Linked DNA regions of Capra hircus: region 2 is linked to region 1. A link is a contact called in public Hi-C data. All regions are on one chromosome and are shown on one strand. Each heading gives the region's core, a stretch centred on a gene start, on an enhancer-like site or on the middle of the called end of the contact. The rest is flanking DNA. Distances are from core to core; before and after follow the strand shown. Region 1 holds the start of XYLB (xylulose kinase). Region 2 overlaps ACVR2B (activin A receptor type 2B).

What was found. Hi-C and Micro-C count contacts between places; a contact is called where the count stands out from the background.
Region 2: a contact with region 1 is called in a Hi-C map of blood, with 1.9 times the contacts expected there. The contact joins the enhancer-like site here to the promoter of XYLB in region 1. A contact is called at or near these places in 3 of 5 Hi-C or Micro-C datasets (all in blood).

The regions. Positions count from the first base shown.
Region 1 is chr22:11,648,786-11,651,485 of ARS1.2, forward strand. It overlaps XYLB (xylulose kinase), which reads left to right and starts at 1,325. Exons shown (of 19, transcript XM_018067179.1): 1 at 1,325-1,457; 2 at 2,660-2,700. The coding sequence starts at 1,401.
Region 2 is chr22:11,721,403-11,724,102 of ARS1.2, forward strand. It overlaps ACVR2B (activin A receptor type 2B), which reads left to right. Exons shown (of 11, transcript NM_001314169.1): 5 at 1-2; 6 at 507-650; 7 at 969-1,117; 8 at 2,676-2,700. Among named protein-coding and RNA genes, the nearest start is that of EXOG, 17 kb to the right of the region's middle. Within about 2 kb of position 1,344, at least 2 of the 5 cell types and tissues checked have an H3K27ac peak or open chromatin away from gene starts, as enhancers often do.

The sequences.
Region 1 (2,700 bases), core at 75-2,574:
CCAGAGGTCCACAGAACCATGGATGAGGAGGTTTCAACCTGTGCTACTTGCAACAGTGGGGAACTGGAGTCCACCCCAGTGTCCCTCAGGGGCAGCTTGAGCAGCAAAACCTGGGGTCAGTACACTAATGAACACAAAAGAACTGTTACAAGCAACCAAGCAGATGAGGGGTTCCCACACACTGTGCACTTCATGGCATCCTTCAGAATCTGAGTTTTGTCACGTGCTTCTTGGCCAAAAGAAGAGATTAATGGTTCTGTTTAGTAAGGATCAATAGTTAGACCCAAACGGCTTCATATATACCTGTGTCCTAACAACTTAAAAGCTCTTCAAAGAAATTAGTGCATATAAGTAGGGAGAGAAAATGATTTCATTTCCTTCTTAAACAAGCATAATTATTCACTAAGGGGATGTGTGTGCCTGTTGGGTGTTGCACAACTCTTGAAAGATTAGGATCAGACTGAAAACCGCTGCCCTTAGTTTTGCACTTTAATTTTCCTGCAGTGCTTGTTTATCACCATGACTGCTTAATCACCGCGATTTGCTGATCACTATGACACAGGTTTGCAAAGATATGCCTTATCCTAGAAAAGAATCTAGCAAATCCAGTGTAAGAACCGTTGACTGCCCAGCAGTCAACAGTCAACCACTCACCAGTGCCCTTAGAGACTGACAAAGGTTGAGATGAGTATGCCCGTCTTTCCCTCCAAAAGTAAAACTACCCCACTGCACCCCTGTGGGTTCCCTGCACCTTCCCAGAGCACCTGGGTGCACAGTTTGGGAACCAGAGAATACATATAACTATGAGTAAACTGTAAAAACAGTGCTGAATTTTAAAAAGTACTTCAAAACTAATGCCTAGGGAGTTTCCTGGTGGTCCAGGGATTGGGGCTCTTCGCTTTTACTGCCGACAGCGCGGATTCAGTCCCTGGGTCCATTGCCCTGTGCCCCCTAACGCAGCACCATGAGTGGACAGGGCTCCAGTACCTGAGAGAGACGAACTTGAAGGTCCCAGGCCCCGGGCTCTCAGAGAGACGGGTGGGAACAAGCCGGCCTAAGGATGAATCCTCTGGTCCAGGCGTCCTCCAGGGGAAGGCAGGCCGCGATAAGGCCGGGTCTGCGCAGGGAGCCCATTTGGATGGAGGCGGGCGAGGTGGGGTTGGAGGGAGGGAGCTGCCGGTCGCCCAGGTGAGAAAAGCACCTGATGCCGAGCAGCGGCGCGTCCCCACCTCGCTCGCCCGCAGGTGGCGCCAGAGCGCAAGGCGGCGGGGGCCCCGGGTCCGGGAGTTCGGCCGGGCGGGGCGAGGGGCGGGCCCGGCGTGTCTGCGCGTTGGAGCGCGGCGACAGTCCGGCCGCGGGAAGGACTGACGGAACCGCGCGCCGCCGGATCCTCCGCGGCCATGGCCGAGCGCGCCGCTCGCCGCTGCTGCCTGGGCTGGGACTTCAGCACGCAGCAGGTATCGGCGCGGGCCCCGGGGCGGGCTGGCGGGGACCCCGGCGCCCGGAACCCTGGGCCGCGCTGCGAGCGCTTCTCTCTCGGGCTTCCCCGGGGACCCGGCACCTCCGCCAGGCCTGTACCCCGGCTCTCCCAGAGAGGGGGCCCTCCACCCCGACTCCTTCAAGGGATCCGCGGGCACGCGGCGGGGAGATGCCCGGGAACCTCAAAGGCTCGCGCGCCGTCTTGAGCACAGGTTGCCAGGGACCCGAAGGAACTCGGCTGCTTTAAACAGAGAGGGCCAGACAGACGGGGAGACACGCAGGCGGAGCCAGTGACCGGGAACCAGATCACCGCTTGAACCTTTTTTTTTTTTTAAGTGAAATGGGCACGATGTACACCTGAACTTTGTTCCGCCTGTGACAGCCCTTGGATGGCACCAGCGTGCCCAGGTCAACGTGCCTGACTGTGCTGCTCCCTGAGTCAGGCACTCAGGCAAGGAGAGTCAAGATTTGCTTTCCAGTTTGGGGTATCAAGGGGCTCCTTCTCCTTAACTTAGGACATGGTCGCAGTTAAAGACAAACCCCTCTCCACAGATGGGTCAGGGGAGCAAGGCTGTGGTCTATCCCTGACCAGAAACTCCTGGGGGGGACCTTGGATAAGTCAGGTTGTCTTGCTAGGCCTGTTTCTGCATCTGTCCAGTAAAGGAGTTGTACCCTGGAGTTTGGAATCTGCTCCACTGGGACATGTATCTCTGGTCCTTGATCATGGCCTTTGGGAACAAACCGGGGACCTTGCCTCGTCTCTTAGAGCCCTGCAGGCGTGGACACCCCAGAGACATCTCCAAACCCTGCCTCCCATTCCTTCTCCTCTAGGACTTTCTCAGACCTTCTTGCCTGCCATAGGAACCAGCTCATCTATGAACATCTACTTCTAGAGGATTTTGGCTTTGGCTGTTTGGGAGGGCAGAAATTCCGAGTGTTTCGGGGTGTTTCTGTTTAGCCCCTCCACTTCTTCATTTTACTAAGTCTTTGGATATGTCGTCAGATGAGGCCTCTTACCCAGATAATTGCCACGATGCAAGGATGCACCGCAGCCTCAAGGAGGTCTCCAGGCTGAACCACTTCTAGGGGGCTGGTCTTCACCTGATGATGTTCATATCCCCGGACCAGTATAGAAGCTGAGGAAAAGTCTATCCATTATTTTTACTATTTTACCTTCCAGGTAAAAGTTGTTGCTGTTGATGCAGAGCTGAGTGTCTTCTA
Region 2 (2,700 bases), core at 94-2,593, 73 kb after region 1:
AGGTGTGTGTCTGCCTGTGGGGCGTGGTCTCCAGGTCATCGGGCTGGGGCCTGAGCCCTCCTGCCCAAGAGCAGTCCATACCCTGTGCACGCGGGGTGAGAGAAGAATGGGCCCCATTGCGGGTGGCAGCGTTTATTGTGGGCCTAGGGTAGGGCTTTCGAAACCCTGATTTGCAGAGCCTCAGTCCACCCTGGTTTTTAGGGTTTTGCTTTGACATCAGGTTCTGCTTAGAGGCCCTGGACACCAGGCTGACGGAGCCATTGCCCAGGACACTCTGCTTCTCGTTGGTTGGGTGGTCCTGGGCCGCTCCTTTCTGTCACTCTGGGCCTCAGTGCCCTCTGTCGTAAACCAGGTGCTGGGCTCAGTGATCTCAGGGCTCACCGCTGGCCTGTGGTCCCCGGCCCAGCTGAGTCCTGCCCTGCCCCTGACAGAGGAGGTTGGGAGCGGGTGGGAAGCTGCCAGGTGGCGTGGCTGCGGTGGGGTTCAGCTGCGCCTCCCTGCTTCAGGACAAGCAGTCGTGGCAGAGTGAGCGGGAGATCTTCAGCACGCCTGGCATGAAGCACGAGAACCTGCTGCAGTTCATTGCCGCTGAGAAGCGAGGCTCCAGCCTGGAGGCGGAGCTGTGGCTCATCACAGCCTTCCACGACAAGGTGAGCCTCGCCCCGTGAACCCTGCTCCCGCGGGAGGTGACCGTGGGCCCCACTGTGGCCTTCCCCTGAGGTCCCCTTCCACGGGTGTGGACACGAGGGTCTGCAGGAAGAACCCCTCTCCCTGGGATCAGTTCTTGCAAACAGGAGTAGTGACGTCATGATCCTCACTGTCTGACACCACCCGCCTCCCAGCCCCTCCTGGCCTCGTCGGTGCCAGCCTCCCGGTGGGGCACTCAGCCATCTGACCCACGGGTGCGGCCCTCCAGGGGCAGGGCTGGATCCTGCCCGCGTGCCCAGAGCCTGTGCCGTCTCCTGTAGGGCTCCCTCACGGATTACCTCAAGGGGAACATCATCACCTGGAACGAGCTGTGTCACGTGGCGGAGACGATGTCTAGAGGCCTCTCATACCTACACGAGGATGTGCCCTGGTGCCGGGGCGAGGGCCACAAGCCGTCTATTGCCCACAGGTACCTGGGTTAGCAGTTGCCCTCTCTTCTCTCGACCTGGAGCCACAGAGAGGGTTGGAGGTTGAGAGCAGGGCCCGGGGAGCGTGGCGGGGCCGGTCTCAGTTTCATAAACATGCTTAGCCGCTCTGGTGTGTCAGGGGTAACCCTGGCCCTTCCCCTGCCTTCTGCCCTTGTCTGCGCTGGCTGTGGTCTTGCAGGCTGGTTCTCTGGTGCCCTCCAGTGGCCACAGAGGGAAGTGCTGATTCTGTCCCTGGTTGGAGTTCTGTGCATTGATCCTTGCTGTGTTACAGCATACGTATCCTGTTAACTGTCAGAGTGACAGCGTGAGTATGTAGCCTCTGGAAAACTCTGTAGTCCTGGGAGAATGAGCTTTAAGAAAGGCGAATAATGGATTATTATGAAAGGAATGTTGACCTCACAGATCCCCGGAAACAGTCTCGGGGATTCTCTGGAGTCCTGGGATGGTGCTTTGAGAGCTGGTCTGTGTTACCTCCTCATCGCAGTGGCAGGCACCACTCTAGACACTCCGAAATGCCAAGTCATTTAAGCCTCCTAACTGCTCTGTGAGATAAGTACTGTTTTTCCCAGCCCTTCTTACAGGGGAAGGGACAGCAGCACAGATGAGATGACAGCTTAGTGTGGTTCTCTGACTGTGAGGGAGCCTCAAAGCTGCAGGGCCCCAGTGGGAGCAATATGAATGACACAGGGCATTGACTGTAGGAAATTACCATTTTTGTAGGGCAGACTCGGTTGAATGCTGACTCTTCCATCGGGTCCAGGCTAACGACAGTGCATAGGAAGCGTGCCAGGGGTGGCTCTAAGCATTTGTCCATCAGTTGAGTCCTCAGAGGAAGGCTGAGACAGGCATGTGGAAGTTGAGGACCTGCTAGGGAAAGGCAGAGCTGAGTGCAACCCCAGCGCCCACTGTGCCACCTCCAGAGCAGCTCAAACCTCTGGGGCAGCGGTCCCCAACCTTTTTGGCAGCAGGGACCAGTTTTGTGGAAGACAGTAGTTTTTCTACAGACTGGGGTGAGGGTGGTTTCAGGTTGATTTAAACATGTTACATTTACAGTGCACTTTATTTTTATTATTACTGTATTAGCTCCACCTCAGATCATCAGGCATTAGATCGTGAGGCTGGGGACCTCTGCTCTGGGGCCTGCTCAGAATCAGGCAAATGCATTGAAACTTCTCTTCTCATTCACATCCCAAATGGTGTAAATTCTTGCCAGGAAACTCACATCCCCCAGCTGCAGTGCCCCTCCTCAAACCCTCTGAGAATGTGAGAGCCAGCCTTTGATGCTGGGGACTGGACAGGGGTTGTCGTTGCTCTGACAGCTCTGGTCGGAGTGCAGTTAGGGATTCTCACACTGACGGAGCGGGGTGTACTAAAGCTGCCCGCCTGGGTGGCTTCGTGGAACTCCAACCTGGTGCAGACCCCGCTCCCCACAGGGTGGGATGGGCCCCGGCTTAGGGCTCTGGGAGTCCAGGTGGGAAGGCAGGAGCAGGGCCGATTGGATCACAGGTTCGGCTCCATCTCAGTCCACCGTCTCCACAGGGACTTTAAGAGCAAGAATGTATTG